Regions from separate parts of the Mus musculus genome. Here region 1 is linked to region 2. A link is a contact called in public capture Hi-C data. All regions are on one chromosome and are shown on one strand. Each heading gives the region's core, a stretch centred on a gene start, on an enhancer-like site or on the middle of the called end of the contact. The rest is flanking DNA. Distances are from core to core; before and after follow the strand shown. Region 1 holds the start of Cd300e (CD300E molecule). Region 2 holds the start of Cd300c (CD300C molecule).

Evidence for each region. Capture Hi-C pulls out chosen DNA fragments and counts their contacts.
Region 1: a contact with region 2 is called in a capture Hi-C map of macrophages, with 3 times the contacts expected there. The contact joins the promoter of Cd300e here to the promoter of Cd300c in region 2. A contact is called at or near these places in 5 of 39 promoter capture datasets (the 3T3-L1 cell line, the C10 cell line, hematopoietic stem and progenitor cells and 2 more), 2 of 484 Hi-C or Micro-C datasets (bone marrow-derived macrophages and nephron progenitors), 2 of 115 datasets of contacts at active chromatin or transcription factors (the HPC-7 cell line and embryonic stem cells) and 6 of 9 other capture datasets (adipose tissue, bone marrow-derived macrophages, embryonic stem cells and 3 more).

What each region holds. Positions count from the first base shown.
Region 1 is chr11:115,060,655-115,064,234 of GRCm38.p6, reverse strand. Cd300e (CD300E molecule) reads left to right here and starts at 2,196. Exons shown (of 4, transcript NM_172050.3): 1 at 2,196-2,250. The coding sequence starts at 2,211.
Region 2 is chr11:114,958,683-114,961,940 of GRCm38.p6, reverse strand. Cd300c (CD300C molecule) reads left to right here and starts at 1,434. Exons shown (of 4, transcript NM_001368239.1): 1 at 1,434-1,596; 2 at 2,027-2,374. The coding sequence starts at 1,524.

The DNA of each region.
Region 1 (3,580 bases), core at 947-3,446, 100 kb before region 2:
TTCTGCTCCACAGATGAAGGAACTGGAGCGAAGAAAGATTTCCCAACATGTTCCAGGGCTCACTGTCAGCTTATGATGGAAATGGGTGAGGGCTGGCTCAATGGTTAAAGGAGCTTGCTGCCAAGCTTGACAACCCGAGTTTGATCCTCCAGCCCTATATGGTAGAAGGAGAGACCTGATCCCTACAAGTTGTCCTCCAATGTCCCCACAAGCACCTTGGCTTGTGTGTACACAACACAGTGGATACACAGATAATGTTGCAAATAGATAGTAACGGGTTTGAGTTCCATGACCCTGGAATCTACACCTTGGATGGTGACCTTGACTCTGAAGGAAAACAACACCAGTTGATTACTGGGTAGAGCTTGACCACAGGAAGTTAATCGCTGAGTCTGGAGGGATGTTGGGACACTGGGTTGCAAGAGGGGTCTTGCAGCAGACCCTCTGGGTCCCTGTGTCTGCGTGGAATGGGTCTCTCGGGCAGGTGGGCAAAGCGTCGGATGAATAGACAAACAGATGCACACAGGAGAGATTGTGTTGGATCTGAATGTATTGTCAGGTCGAGCATCAGACTTTTTTATATTACAGAGAATACCAGGGGTTGCAAGTCACATCAGGCAAGGTACATTGAAATTTACCAGATACAAGGGAATGACTGCGAAAGGAATTGCAGGAACCAAATAAATGTTTACAATAGAGATTAGCAGCCCTGCCTAGGTGACAGGCAAGAATTTCACACTTTAGTGTTAATAGCACCAGGGGTTTTTTACTCTTGGCAGGCCTCAAGAATAATGTAGTGTCACGGACCCCTAAATTCCTAGGCCTTGCTAATTCTTATCTTGTCTGGAGAATCTCCATTTGTCAGGAGAGTAAATCAACTTGCTATAGGTATGGAATGTAGCCTGTACTAAAGATTTCTATCTCAGTGAGATTCCCAGGCTCTTTCTGTGACCAGTTGAGCCACTGGCTCTGTCTTATTGTAATGCTTAATTAGTTACTGAATAGGTTAAACTTCCTTGCTGCTTTCTGGGATGTTGGAACACTGGGTTTAGCTATGTCAGAATTCAATCTTAAAAGGCACTTATAATAGGGTAATACTAACAGAGAGCACGTGGATCCATACACTAGACTAACGCGGGAATGGAATATTAATGTATTCTTGCGTGCACCCAACTGGCCACGAAGAACAACGCTGCCACAGGATCCTTCTGCACACGTTTATTCAGTCCCGTTTCTTCTTGTTTATATCTCCCTTTGTTTATATCTCCCTTGTTTATATCTCCCTTGTTTATATCTCCCTTGTTTATATCTCCCTTGTTTATATCTCCCTTGTTTATATCTCCCTTGAACTCTGGGTCTCTCACTCTTTTATACTCTCAGTTCCCATCCACGCACAGCAGGCCACGCCACCTCACCAGGCACGCAGCTTCAGCTAATCAGGGCAGCAGGGGCATATCTCCATCAAAATGGATTCACCAGTATCCTGGTACACCTGCGCAGCTCTCAAGATGTTTGTGGCTTATATGAGGAAGTCAGGTGCAAGTCATACGACTTAGCTGCAGTCCCTGGCGCCTTTGGGACTGCCGCCACACCCGCTCCTCACAATGTATGGGTTAGAGAGGTTAGAGAGAACGCCAGACTCCAGGAGGAGAGCTTCCTTGAAACTCTTTTTTCCTCATGAGCAGCTTTTAGGCATCCCTGCCTGACAGGCTGACTCCACCGGAGTGCCGTGGCAGAGTCCTGAGATCAACTGGGCAGAAACAATGGTTGAGAAAGACAAAGAGGACCCCCTCATCTCTGCTCTTTGAATGGGGGGCACTTATGATCCCAAAGTCAGTAGCCATAGCAGAGGGAAGCAGTGGGGATCAGGCAGGTGTACTAGACAGGAAAGGGAGCTGGAGAAACAAGGGCTGAAGCTATTGCACACAGCAACTGGCTTTCCTGAAGCGTCAGGCTGTGACAAACGTGCTTTTATTGAGTGCAGGCCCGTGCAATGGATCTGCTCCGTTCATTCTCTGAAGCGATTCTCACTCATCTTCCTTTTTTTTTTGTTAAAGTAGGAAGTAGCTCAGAGTGCAAAGGAAGCAGATAAGAAAAAACACATGGAGAGAACTTGAACAAGAAGGTGGTTGCCTGGGCTCTGTTACACACATCTGGATTCCAGCAGCGACCTGGAGTTTTCTGGAGACAGCACCCAGTGAGGCAGGAGGATGAGGCTATGTGCAGGTCTGCTCCTTCTCTGCTTCCAAGGTGAGTAGGGAGGTGGATCTGTAAACCTAATTTTGCAGGGGGGAGGGGGGTAGAGTCGGAGTCCTGGGTTCAAGCCAGAATCCAGATGTCAGAAGTGGGGGTGGGGCCTAGGGGCAGGGGGAACATACATGCATTCACCCATCTCTTTATCTATCAGTGTAGTCCAGCATCCATCTATGGGTCCTACAAACCATTACTAAGCACCAACTGCAACCCTGGACTGTTCTAAATGTTGTAACTATAAAGTAACTTCCCCCAGTCAAGGGGAATCCTATTTGAATGAGGGAGTCAAATGATTATGCTACAGGATAAGTCTTGTTACAATACAGACCGATCCTGTAGATATCAACTACAGCAGGGGCTCCTCGCTCTGCCCTCAGAGGGATGGAGGCTTCATCGAGTCTTCACAGAAGTCAGTCTTGAAGGATGGACCAGCCAGTGGAGCAGAAAAGCAATGATTTATGCTAAAGTGTAGATAGAGATCTTAAAGACCGTGGAGCGTGCAGAAGTCAGCAGTGACCTTGTTTTTGCTGAAGTTTAAAGAGGTTAGAAGTGTTTGTAAGGAATAAAGAGTAGCCAGTTGTGACAGTGGGTGCCTGTAACCACAGCATGCAGGAGGCTGAGGCAGGAGGTTGTAGGCTTGCCTCAGCTACATAGTGAGATCTTGCCAAAAAAAAAATCTGTAAAAGATACTTCGGCCAAGTATGGTCGTGCATGACTTTAATCCCAGTACTTGGGAGATAGATGCAGGTGGATCTCTGTGAGTTCGAGGCCAGCCTGGTCTATATAATGAGACCCCTGTCTCAAAAAAAAAAAAAAAAAAGGGAGAACACATTTTCTTTCCAGGAACTGTTTAGGATGAAAATTCGAGGGTATTTCTTTGCAGGTGACTTTTTATGTTTTTGTTGTTGTTGTTGTTGCTGTTGCTGTTGCTGTTGCTGTTGCTGTTGCTGTTGCTGCTGGACCCTCATAGAACATAAAAGCTACCCCATGTCTACCTGCATTTTTTTCTTCAGTGGTGGTTAGGGCTTAAAGGAAGAGGCCAGCTGAGTGACTCTGTCCACACGTAGTTTTCTTTTTCCTTTTTATGATGTAAGCGTGTGGTATGTGTGGTGGTGGGTGGTGATGTGAGGTCAGAGGCCAGTTTTGTAGAGTCAGCTCTCTTCTTCCACCTTTAGGGTGAGTCTAGGGACCTAACTATGACAACCGGGTTTGCGCAGCAAGCGCCCACTGAGCCATCTTGATGGCCCCCAAACAGCTTTCTTCTGAGTGAAGTGAGAGGAGCCTGGAGCATCTCCCAGCAGCCCCCTCAGCGCCTTCATGATCTAGG
Region 2 (3,258 bases), core at 185-2,684:
GCAAGCAGTGACCATGCCTTAGAGTCCTTCAGTGAATACAATAAGTGGTTTCTGAGCTCTTGTTGATTTGATATTCTGTAGAGCAAAAAGAAACAGTGGACATAGAAAAATGCAGGCAGATACCCTGATGGTCAATCAGTGAGAGGCAAGAAAATGATACAGTGAGAGAACATCTGCATTCTGTGTTAGTAGGGAGAACATCTGCATTCTGTGTCAATGGGGATTGGAAGTGAGTGGAATAAGGATTGTTCTCAGGAATGAACCCAGGAGAGTCCAAACCCAGCAAACCATAAGTGTAAAGGTCCCCTCAAAATGTCACCACAGCCTGCAGATATGGCTGTAGATCAGAGGGGTGTAGGTACCTCTATGGCCAGGTGGCTCACCAGGCTCTCAGACTCCCCCTTTTCCCTTCTTCCCCAACATGAAAGGGAAGTGGATGGCCAACATTGGGAAACTGAGTCATCAGAAAGGAGAGATCTGAGGTCATTCTTTCATTCTACCACACAGCACCTACCTCAAATTATGCCCATGTCTAGGTATGGGGCCAGGAGACTCAAGAAGGCAGAGCTGCCATGCATGGGGGCTCCCATCAAGGCCTGGCACTCAAGGGATGGGAGATTTCTGAGTTCAAGGTTAGCTTCAGCTAAATACTGCATTCGAGCCCAGGTGGGGCTGCAGTGTGAGATACTGTCTCAAATAATCAGGGCTGTGGATGCATCTTAGTCGGCAGAGAGCTTGTCTGGCATGCGTAGAGCCCTGGGTTCAATCCTGAGCACAGCATGGATGGGCTGTGGTGACAAACACCTTAAACTGCTGGACTCAGGAGCTGGAGGTAGGAGGATCAGTTCAAGGTCCTCCTTACCTACATAGACGCCAGCCTAGGATAGCGATTCTGCCACAGAAAAACAACAAACCAAACAGAATAAGACAAGAGAAGTGAAAGCTGTGACCTACAGGTCTGTACTCTTTGTGGGGACACAGCACCCAGATAAACTCTGATTAAGGGATCAGGTCACAGCATGACCTTGACCAGCAGTGTGAACCCGGAAATGGTCCTAGACACCCCAAGGACTAAGAGTGCCCTATAATCTGATATTTGGAAGGAGGTGATTGCTCTGTGATCACACAGTTAGAGCAACAGAATGGCAGCTTTCCAATCCACTCAGGAAGGGGCTTGTCACAGAGGGTGGTCAACCTGACCAGAAACAGAAATGCTCCCCAGGCCTCTGGCAGGAGGGTGGAAGCCCTTGGGTAAAGGCTAGGGGACAGATGGCATCCTCAGTCCCCAGCCGTGGGTTTCCCCACTTGTTGGGTGTGGTAGGAACCAAAGCCTCTGAGGCCTGGAACATCAACAGAGCCCTTCCTGCACCTGTTCATCTGGAGCCTGAAGTGAGAGCCAGGGACCAGGAAGCAGAAGACAGAAAGGAGAACTAGGCAAGAGGGCATTCTACTGTCTAGAAGGAGACATGTCCTTCTCCTCTCTTGGCCCTGGTGTGGGTGCAGGAGACAGCTGAGCTGAAGAAATGAATCCCAGAGTAATAAGATTGTGGCTGCCTTCAGCTGTGCTACTCTCCTTGGTTTCAGATATGCATGGAGGTAGGTGTATTGGGTTTACTTGAAAGGGGAAATCTATGGGAGGTGGGAGAGAGGGACAGAGAGAGAAGTCAGCACAGGCAGAGGGGTCTAGAGAGAAGCAGGAAGGGTGGGGTTGGGTGGGGTCCAGGACCATCAGCATCTGCTCCCCAGGGGCTGCCAGGTTTCTGTGCACAATACAGTCATGTCTACCACACCTGAGGCAGATTCAGGACAACTGGGAGGGTCACCTGTGACAGTCAGTGCCATAACCGCATAATCTCTATTTATTTTATAATCTCTCTATGACCTCAGTCCTGACTCCTGATCTGACAAAGCCTGTCTCCTTTCTCATGGTTTCCTCAAGACCAGAGGGTTTTCTAAGACCTGACGCAAGGGAAGACTTCCTACTCCCCAGCGGTCAGGGTGCAGAATTGAGGTCTGTGTTTTCCAGGCCATTTCCCTGTGCGTGGTCCCAGCACTGTCACAGGCACTGTGGGGGAGTCACTCAGTGTGTCCTGTCAGTATGAGAAGAAATTGAAAACTAAAAAAAAAATCTGGTGCAAATGGAAATCTAATGTACTGTGTAAAGATATTGTCAAGACCAGTGCCTCAGAAGAAGCTAGGAATGGCCGAGTGTCCATCAGGGACCATCCAGACAACCTCACCTTCACAGTGACCTTGGAGAACCTCACCCTGGAGGATGCAGGCACCTACATGTGTATGGTGGATATAGGATTCTTTTATGATGCCTACTTACAGATCGATAAGTCCTTCAAGGTTGAGGTGTTCGTGGTCCCAGGTAAGCCTCCTTCCTGCCAGGGCAGCCTGAGTCCAGGCCTGCCATTCCCTCATGGAAGAAGGAAGCCAGGAACCTCAGCATGCTGAGCTTGGCTAGTGAGAGATTCAGGACAGGGAGTGTGAGTGCACACGCGCCTCCATGAGAGCATGTGTGGTACGTGTGATACTATATGTGCACCAGTACATGTGTGTGCGCACACAGGCACAGTGGGGACCTGTGTCCTTAGAAACGACTGTGTTATTTTATTTATTTGTTTGTGTGTTCATGTATTTGTTTCTAGGGGACTTCCCTTGGAGTGTGTGAGTGAACAGAGAACTTCTGAGTGTCAATTCTCTGTTTCCACCTTGTGGGTCAAACTCAAGTCATCAGGCTTGGTAAGCAGGGCCTTTCCCCCCTGAGCCATCTCATCAGCCCCTGGTGGGGATTCTCTGTGCACCATGGGACAGGCTCAGGCCTGAAACTTTCTAGAAACAGGCTCTGAATCACATCACTGGCTCTTTGTGACTTCCTGTCCTGTTAAGACTCAAGTACACATTCCCAGGTCTCTGGCCCTGTCTCCATTCTCCATAGATGAATGATACCCTAGCTCATCAGCTCCCCTCTCTCAAAGGTGGCTCTGACCTGGGTACCCCGACTTCCCTTCTGGGTACCAGCTTCATCACTGGTTCTGGGACTTCTGAGGGACCACCAGAGACACAAGGAGGAGCCTAGGCAGTCTATGGGGTTTCTCAGTGCCCCGAGGAACCCACTTACCCCCTCCAAGATCCCCTGTGTCCCTTCTCCAAGGAACCATTAACTGCTGGAAGAGACTCAGAGAATCCCTCCAAGGTTCCTCTTCTTAGGGCTGAGGGTCAAGCAGGATGGAAGACAGGCTTTCAGCTACT